3 separate regions of the Mus musculus genome follow, and all the other regions are linked to region 3. A link is a contact called in public HiChIP or PLAC-seq and promoter capture Hi-C data. All regions are on one chromosome and are shown on one strand. The core of a region is the stretch at or near the end of the contact, and the rest is flanking DNA. Distances in the headings are between cores, read along the strand shown. Region 1 overlaps Gm34917 (predicted gene, 34917). Region 2 overlaps Rcan2 (regulator of calcineurin 2). Region 3 holds the start of Slc25a27 (solute carrier family 25, member 27).

The links. Promoter capture Hi-C pulls out the DNA fragments that hold promoters and counts their contacts. HiChIP or PLAC-seq counts read pairs in DNA pulled down with a chosen protein or histone mark.
Region 1: a contact with region 3 is called in a promoter capture Hi-C map of hematopoietic stem and progenitor cells, with 2.2 times the contacts expected there. The contact joins the enhancer-like site here to the promoter of Slc25a27 in region 3. A contact is called at or near these places in 12 of 39 promoter capture datasets (the 3T3-L1 cell line, 3T3-L1-derived adipocytes, the C10 cell line and 7 more), 1 of 15 datasets of contacts at CTCF or cohesin (the NIH/3T3 cell line), 2 of 115 datasets of contacts at active chromatin or transcription factors (embryonic stem cells and forebrain) and 1 of 9 other capture datasets (embryonic stem cells).
Region 2: a FOXA1 HiChIP or PLAC-seq map of pancreatic cancer cells shows a contact between it and region 3. The contact joins the enhancer-like site here to the promoter of Slc25a27 in region 3. A contact is called at or near these places in 5 of 39 promoter capture datasets (3T3-L1-derived adipocytes, the C10 cell line, cranial neural crest and 2 more), 1 of 15 datasets of contacts at CTCF or cohesin (the NIH/3T3 cell line), 4 of 115 datasets of contacts at active chromatin or transcription factors (cardiomyocytes, embryonic forebrain, embryonic stem cells and 1 more) and 3 of 9 other capture datasets (adipose tissue, embryonic stem cells and pancreatic islet).

What each region holds. Positions count from the first base shown.
Region 1 is chr17:44,119,641-44,122,340 of GRCm38.p6, reverse strand. It overlaps Gm34917 (predicted gene, 34917), which reads right to left. Exons shown (of 4, transcript NR_167720.1): 2 at 1,164-1,348; 3 at 1-58. Among named protein-coding and RNA genes, the nearest start is that of Enpp4, 15 kb to the right of the region's middle. Within about 2 kb of position 1,265, at least 58 of the 459 cell types and tissues checked have an H3K27ac peak or open chromatin away from gene starts, as enhancers often do. A contact at or near this core is called in hematopoietic stem and progenitor cells, where this site is marked.
Region 2 is chr17:44,033,920-44,036,619 of GRCm38.p6, reverse strand. The region is part of intron 4 of Rcan2 (regulator of calcineurin 2); the gene reads right to left. Among named protein-coding and RNA genes, the nearest start is that of Gm34857, 8.5 kb to the left of the region's middle. Within about 2 kb of position 1,434, at least 18 of the 459 cell types and tissues checked have an H3K27ac peak or open chromatin away from gene starts, as enhancers often do. A contact at or near this core is called in the NIH/3T3 cell line and pancreatic cancer cells, where this site is marked.
Region 3 is chr17:43,665,877-43,668,576 of GRCm38.p6, reverse strand. Slc25a27 (solute carrier family 25, member 27) reads left to right here and starts at 1,363. Exons shown (of 9, transcript NM_001357122.1): 1 at 1,363-1,677. The coding sequence starts at 1,575. It overlaps Cyp39a1 (cytochrome P450, family 39, subfamily a, polypeptide 1), which reads right to left and starts at 1,205. Exons shown (of 12, transcript NM_018887.4): 1 at 783-1,205. The coding sequence starts at 968.

The sequences.
Region 1 (2,700 bases), core at 16-2,515, 450 kb before region 3:
GCAAATGCCAGTTCCTTCTGGAAAAAGCTTTATGTTTGATATTTCAGAGGTAGTAGCACTGAAGGAGTCAAACAAAAAACAAAAACAGAATTATGCCAGTATTCCTTATTCCAAGTCTGGGAGGAGGGAGGAACCACGGCCTTTGGAAGGACTGTTGTTAGAAGGTCTCCGCAGCTTGTCCAGGGAATGCAAGGTGCTCTCCTGTTTCTGGGCTCTTGCCCCACCTGGCCCCGAGCTGTAGGAACATCAGACTAGGCCATTAAAGTACAGGGGAGCAGGAGTGAGCCTGTGCCTGCCCCGAGGGTTACACACTAATTGAGAACAGAGTCCATATTGTTCTTTCTTTGCTGAGCAGGGCCCACTGCCAGTGCAGAGCCACCAAGCTCAGAGATGCCCCGCTGGGAAGATGCCTCCAGGACCCAGCTAACTAGGTGTGGGAGGGAGCACCAGCAACTGGTGGCTCTCTTTCCTGGTCGAAAGGTCAGGAGGTGAGAGCAAAGAATGTGGTTAAACTGTGGTTAGAAACGTCAAACTTCCTAGACAGGTTCCACCACAAGATTTCAATTTGAGAGGTTGAAACCTAATAAAAGTTGGGCTAGCTCAAAGATCAAACTCGGGAAAGATGCGCAATTTATCCTCGCTACAGGTATAATGCTTGGGGCAAGGCAGTCACCTGGCTGTTCTCAAAGCTTTGGAGGAACAATCGGGACGTCACAATTTCCTGGAGTAAAGCGACCGCGGCAGGAAGCCAGAACTTTCTAGAAAGATTATCACTGCACACTGACATGTGCACAGGCAGTGGTTTCTTCTGTGTTCACAGGGGGGAAAAGGAGTCAATGCATACTTTTTAGAAAAACACAGGTGAGAGGATTGTGGGAAATTTTTACTTTCATTTCTGTGAAGTTCTAGAGTATGCAAAGGCTGTGAACATCTTTAAAACTCAGGGTGGGGGGATGGATTATGGGGGCTGTGGATGTCCACTGGCCATGTGGCTGGCGTTTGCTGTGTGCTCAAGTGCTGGAGAGTGGGACTCACTGATGGGCATATTTCCTCATTGACATGAAGGGCAGAACAGATCGTCCTGGTGGTCTAAAAGCCTGCCCTAAAGAGGAGGGCCGGCACTCTCTTTAACCGCTCTGGTGAGTTGCCGCCCAGCTCCTCACCTTGGTATGGTGTGATTTAGGCCATGGTCTTAGATCTGCATACACGCTAGGCAGATATTTGCCATGACAATGTGCTTCTGTTTGCTACCCGCCTCAACCCTTGCTTTGTCTGCCTTGCAATCTTTGCCTTCTTTCTGACTTCAGTTGCTGAGGTCAGAGCTGTGACACGTGGAAACGTCAAGTGGCTAGGGAAAAAGCAAAACAGAACCAAACGTAAACCAAATGAGAAATCTGTAGGCATATATTTTTGCAACCTACTTCAATAAGGGTTCAACCTCTCCTCTCGCCCACCGCCCAGCAGAGGTAATGGAAGAGAAACGTTATTAGGATATGGGGGAAGTGGGCCTGTTCATAAGAGTTCTTTGGGGGTGAGGTTGAGCTTCTTTGGCAGCAGTTTGGTCCTGTAGCAAACACCAAATACAACTCAGCAGTTGCAGACCAGTCCTCTAGGCAAGCAGATACCAAATGCGAACTGGCAGCTACAGTCCAGTCCTTCCAGCAAGCAGACACCAGGCAGCTGTAGTTCAATCCTGGAGAAATTATTGCCAGGCTCGCCAACCAGCCTGCAACCAGGCCACAGTAGAAGGAACCTCGAGAAGTGGCGAGCTGCCGCACCACACACACAGACACACACACACAGACACAGACACACACACACACACACACACACACACAGGATGGCGTGCACATTTCCATTCTCTAAGGGGACTGACAGAAACTTCAAGAGGCTAATATGCCTATAGTCACATAACTAGTTTTAGCAGAATCCATAATTAAGATTTTTAAAACAAACAAGCAAATAAACAAACAAAACATGGCCTCTATATGTTTTTTCCTGGAAGCCTTTGCACATAAACAGTTTTTTAGCTTGGTCTACCTTACCTTTAAACAACTGTTATACATTGTATACTTGTAAATTTGGTTCTACGTATTGAAAATTGCTGCTTTAAAAACATCTGAAATCCTTAACAGTTTACCAAGATGATTTCTGCTAATATAGAGATTTAATGAATATGGCAAAATGCAAGTGAGACCCACAAAGCTACATATGGAGAAAAACTGATGATGGGATGAAGGCCAAAGTTCTCAAGCAAAAATGAGGAAGAGGCTGTTTGTCAAGGATGATGGTATACAGCAGCAAACTGGGAAGAAAATACTCAGATAAGAAGACATGGGACATCAGCCAAGAAAGCAAAGAGATCTCAAAGCAATTGACAGCTGCTGGGCTAAAGGGAGAGTTGGAAAAGGAAATGAAGCATGGATATGATCATATATCTTTGTATACATGTAAAACATTCTTGAGAATAAGGAAAAAACTGAAGCCAATTATGCCTAGTACATAGCACTAGAACAAAGTAGCTGAGCCACAGTAAGTGAATTTTCAATTGCAAAACTGTCTGGCTTCCCAGTAGAGACTAGACAGTGTGTAGCAGGAAAGGAAGCAGGAATTGGGGAGGTAGGTACAGCAGAGCCTAGAGAAGGAGAGGTGTGACCAAAGCATTGCTAGAAGGAGATGGAAGCAAGTTCGAGGGCAGCA
Region 2 (2,700 bases), core at 185-2,684, 370 kb before region 3:
AGAAAAGGGCAGGCCTTCCATGGATATCAACCAAAGAGCATGTCAAATAAGACTAGACACCTCCCCTCGAATTAAGGCTGAACAAGGCAATTCAGTAGTAGGAAAAAGATCAAGAGAGTCAGAGATAGCCCCTGCTCCCACTGTTAGGAGTTCTACAAGAAGACCAAGCTTTACAACTATAACACATACCTAGGTCAGACTCATGCAGGCTCCCTAGTTGTCAGTTCTGTTTCTCTGAGCCCCTGTGAGCCTAAGTTAGTTGATTCTTTGGGTTTTCCTGTGGTGTCCTTGACCCCTCTGGTTCCTTTTGTCCTTCCTCTCCCTCAGGAAAGAGTCTTAAAAGCTGCTTTAGTAAGGTTTGCAAAGGAAATAGGTCAAACATGTTTTGGTGCATTGGGAAGCCTGCGATCTGACATCAGATGGAATAAGGCCTGTCTGTCATTGTGTCCTAGCTAACATCTATCAAATATTCAACTGCCATCTGTCCACTATCAACTAGCCAACCACAAATAAGCCATTTAACCTTTCTCAGGACAGCAAGCACTGTAATGCTCTGGCTCCTCAGTGCCCTCCAAAAGCTCAGGTTGCCATGCCCTTGGACATGAGAGAACATTCAAGAGCTGAAGCATCACAGAAGGAAGTTAGACCATTGAGGATATGCTCCTGAAGGTGATGATCAGACCCCGGCCCTCTTCTCTCTCCTTTTTTGCTTCCTGACCTCCATGAGGTAAGTGGGTCTGCCTTCTCCATCATGGTTCTGTAGAAAGATTCTCTTATCAATATCACTCGTCAATAAATAAGCTGACGGCTAATGAGCTGAGGCAGAAATAGGGGGTGAGGCACTGGCAGGAAGAGAGGGGATTCTGGAAAATAGTAGGAAATGAAAGAGAGACACAGGGGAGAGCCAAGAGAGATGAGATTCAAGACCAAGAAGATGGGCGTAAACCAGCATGCAGATACTGAGGAGATTCTAAGGAAGAAGTGGGCTGGGACTAAAGAAGAGGTAACTAACCACATAGACATAGAATAGTTTAAATGGGCTAAATAAGTTACGAGCTAGTCAGGGAATGAGCCAAAGCTTATGGCCTAGAAATAATAATAATAATAATAATAATAATAATAATAATAATAATAATAATAAATGTCTTAAAGTTGTTATTGATGGGGACTAAAGGACCAAAAGGAAAAAACAGATTTAAAAATTACTTTTACATGGTTCCCTCCTGACAACTGTGCTTCACAGCACCAAGTGAGCATGGACCAAAGGCTCTGAAGCCATAAGCCCAAATCAACTTCATTGACTGATTAGTTTAGGTGTCTTGTCTCAGTGACAGAGAGCTGACTAACACAGCCAGTTAGTCAGACCTGTTACTGTTTGATCCCAGGACTTGCTGCTAATGGCTGAGTAATCTTGAGTCAAACATGTTTTGGCAGAGATAGTCTTTAAATTCTCCTCCAGATGTATGATTCACACAACCACAGCTCTGGGGTATAATAGGCATGGATTATTGCTTGTCCGGAATCTTCAGTGGTTAGTGAGTGACTGGTTGGTGATCATTAAGGCCATAATCCCAAGAGTCTTTCATTCTCTCTCTCTGTCTCTCTCTGTCTCTCTCTCTGTCTCTCTCTCTGTCTCTCTGTCTCTCTCTCTCTCTCTGTCTCTCTCTCTCTGTCCCTCTCTCTGTGTCTCTCTCTCTGTCTCTGTCTCTCTCTCTCTCTCTCCCTCGCCCCCCTCTCTCCCTCTCACTGTCTCTTTGGCTTGGGGGTACATAGGTATATAGATATGCATATGTGTACATGAGCATATGCAGCCTAGAGGACATTCATAGATATTGTCCCTCTTGCACATCCACCTTTGGCTGTTGTTTGTGGTGGTTTGAATATGCTTGGCCCAATGAGTGGCACTATTAGGAGGGGCGGCTTTGTTGGAGGAAGTATGTCACTGTGGGGGTGGGCAAAGAGACCTTCCTCCTAACCATGTAAGAGCCACTCTTCTAGCAGCCTTCAGATGAAGATATAGAACTCTCAGCTCCTCCTGCACCATGCTTGGCTGGACATTGCCATGCTCCTGTCTTGATAATGGACTGAACCTCTGAACCTGTAAGCCAGTCCCAATTAAATGTTGTCCTTATAAAAATTGCCTCTGGTTCCCTGTTTTACAATCAAGTCACTCCCTGGCATCTATATGTCTTCATTTCACCTCAGTAGGTATTTCTTGAGCCTCTCCCATGGTCTTCCCCATTGCTGAATGCACAGTGTAGTCAAACAACATTTGTGCCTTAACAGCATAGACCAGTAGAAGCAACACAATCTCCATGTACAAGAGAAGGTGGGTCTACAGCCTGTACTGTCTCCATAACTGTTAGCATCTCCATCTTCCCCTGAAACCTCACTCCTTACAGCCCATCCTTCAGGACTCAACAGAGAAAGGACTTCTAAAGGTAGTATCTTCTAGATTGTATCTTGGTGACCAACTCCCCAAGTCTCACCAAGTTCAGATGTCCTTGAACTAGTCAAGAAGATTCTGTGTCACCTCTCAGCAGTCTTTTCCTGAATTCACCCACTCTCCGTGTGCTTTGTCAGAGTGACTTACCAGTTCTCGCCTAATCATGGTGTCTATATTCTTACACTCGGCCTATCTGCTGCTATTATTTGGAACCATCTCACCTCTCTCTAAGAGTTCCTTAAATCTTGCCTTCC
Region 3 (2,700 bases), core at 114-2,613:
CTCAAGATGCCAGGCTTGGCAGCAGACACCTTTACCCACCGAGCCCTCTTGCTGGCCCTCCACCTCAGTTTTTGAGACAAAGCCTCTCTCACTGAACCTGGAGGGGTTGAGGTATGGACTCAGGTTTTTGTGGTTGCTGCAGAAAGCACTTCATCCACCATGCTGGCTTCCCAACCAAAACCACAGTAAGATCTTGGCCGCCAAAATATGAATAGAAATTAAAAGGCCAGCCAGTAAAAGTGCCTTCTCTAAACTGTTCAACATTCAGTAGCTGCTTTATGGGAAAAAAAAAAAAAAAAAAAACCCTTACAGTGGAATCCATTACTTATTTCCTCAGGGCAGGGAATAAGGGAGGGAGGAACTCACCAATAAAATAGTATCTGGTGGTAGGGATGGGGAGAGAAAGAAAGAATATTGGGGAGCTTTTAATCTGTAAAGATCAATTTAGCAAATCAAGTTTTATAAAATCGTAGAGTTACCTCTACTTGTGATACAAATTTATTACTCGTTTTCACAAACTGAAATCATGGAAACTCTTCTGTCGCCGCCCCCAAACTACAAGCTTACATCTGCAATGTTAATAAACACCCACTTAGAATTAACTGCAGGGAATTACTAACAGTCAAAAGACCTGACTATTTCCAACAAGGTATGTAGAGAAACAGAGTAGACGAATTGCCGGAAGTATGTGTATGCCCAATGTTCCAACACTGAGTTTAATAAAAGAAAAATTAGAAAAGGAAATACTACCTCCCTCCAAACTCCCTGTCACTGCTACATACCTTGATTCTTGCTTTTTCTATAAATTCAAGAGGGGCTTTCCCAAACTCAAGTCCAGCTCCAATCCAGGGAATCCAGCCTTGGATGCACGGGGGTCCAAGCAAATTCTTCAACCGAGAGAATAAGAAAAGAACACAGCTTCCCAGAACGGCGATTGCTATTGGTGAGAATAACTCCATAATGCCCATCTTCCAGAATCAACAGACGTTTGAAAACGTCCTTCTCCAGGGGAATCTCCTAGTCCCCCGCCGACTGAGGAAAATGCGCCCAGTTTTGCAAACTCTGAGCCGAGAAACTTTTTAAACAAATTCTCTTGCGTAACTGTGGTTCCTTTGCCCCGCCCCAGTTTTTGTGTGATTTTTGCATTGTGGCTATCTTCCACCTTCCCACGGCTTTCAAATTATGAGAAAAAAAAAAAAAAAAAAAAAAAAAAAAAAAGCTTTGATTTGAACTGGGCTGGGCTGGGCTGGGACGGAGGAGGCGGGAACACATCCTGAGGCGGCGGAGCTCGAGTAAACTAGCTGTTTGCAGCGGGCGCCTAGCTACCAGCCAATCAGAGAAGTCGCTGAGCCCCCAAGAACTACATTTCCCAGAAGCCTCTTGGGTGCGGCTTTGTTTTTCAGCACCTGAGGCCGCCGGACCGGTCCAGCTACCAGGCGGGCGGCGCCTTTGCAGAGCGTAATAAAGGCACATGGTCCTGACCTGACCTCTCTCGGGCTGAAAAGGGGCGGCGCCGGCAGGGTGGCAGGTTCCCAGGCGACCAGCGGTGCCCAGTGGTCCTGACTTGCTGCTGAATGCCTATCGCCGAGGAGGAGAAGCTGCTGCCGCTCACGCAGAGATGGCCCCGGACGAGCAAGTTCCTACTGTCCGGCTGCGCCGCAACCGTGGCCGAGCTAGGTACCGGCCGCCCCCGCCTCGGCCTCCCCAGCGAGTGGCTGCGGCATCGTGCTGGGGGAGGGATGGGCGGGCAGCCTCACTCCTGGCTGGAGTGCATCTTCAGAGGTTGGACCCTCGCAAGGATGTGGTCAGGTGCCCAGTAGGCCAGCTTCGGGAGGAGCGTGGATTGGAGGTGTCCAGGGTCCTTGTCTTCCCATCCCCAGGGATGTTGTCTTATGCCTGAGTGAGTACTCTTGGGCTCTTCATGAGCCCTATACCTCTCTAGGAAACATTTCCCCTTTCGTAAGGATGACCTTTATAGAACCATAATCCATTTGTTCACAGTTTTTTGGTTTGGTTTTGGTTTGTTTTTTTCTTTTTCATCCTCCCTGGGATCGTTTTTTGTGGTTTATAGTCTTATGCTGCCTCGGGAGTCTTTAAGATTTGAGTTGGGGGAAGGGGGACAGTGAGTCCTACCTTGAGGGACTCCAATTGTTAACCATCCCTCTGGAACATTTGCTTAATGCCAGTCAGCCACATCACTTCTCTGAGCCTATACCCGTTAAGGGGAATTCTGAGAAGTAATTTTTATATGTGGTAAATGCAAGGTAGGGGCAGCATTATTCCAGTTGATGCAGTAGTGGGTCCTGGATATACAATTGCAAAAAACCCCAGTGTGGCCTTCTTCCAGGCTCAGTGGGGTGGCGGGTGGGGGGTGGCACATGCAGAGAAAGACATTTATTTACAGCTGCTGCCTGTTGCAGAGAAGCTATTTCTGTGTGTTCCAAGAACATTATAGGAACAAAACAAAACAAGACAGATCCATCTGCCTAAGTGAGTTCAAAGAAACAAACAACAACAACAAATAAATAAATAAGTAAATAAACAGACCACCTAAAGTGGATTACGGCACTATGGCATGAGCAAAGGGTGGGGGTGTTGTTGTGGTTGTTGTTGTTTTTCAGGAAGGGGGCAGGGAGGTTTTGAGTACAACCTGTGGTCTCTGTGAAGCTATTTGAGATTACCCTTACATTTTTTTGTCCA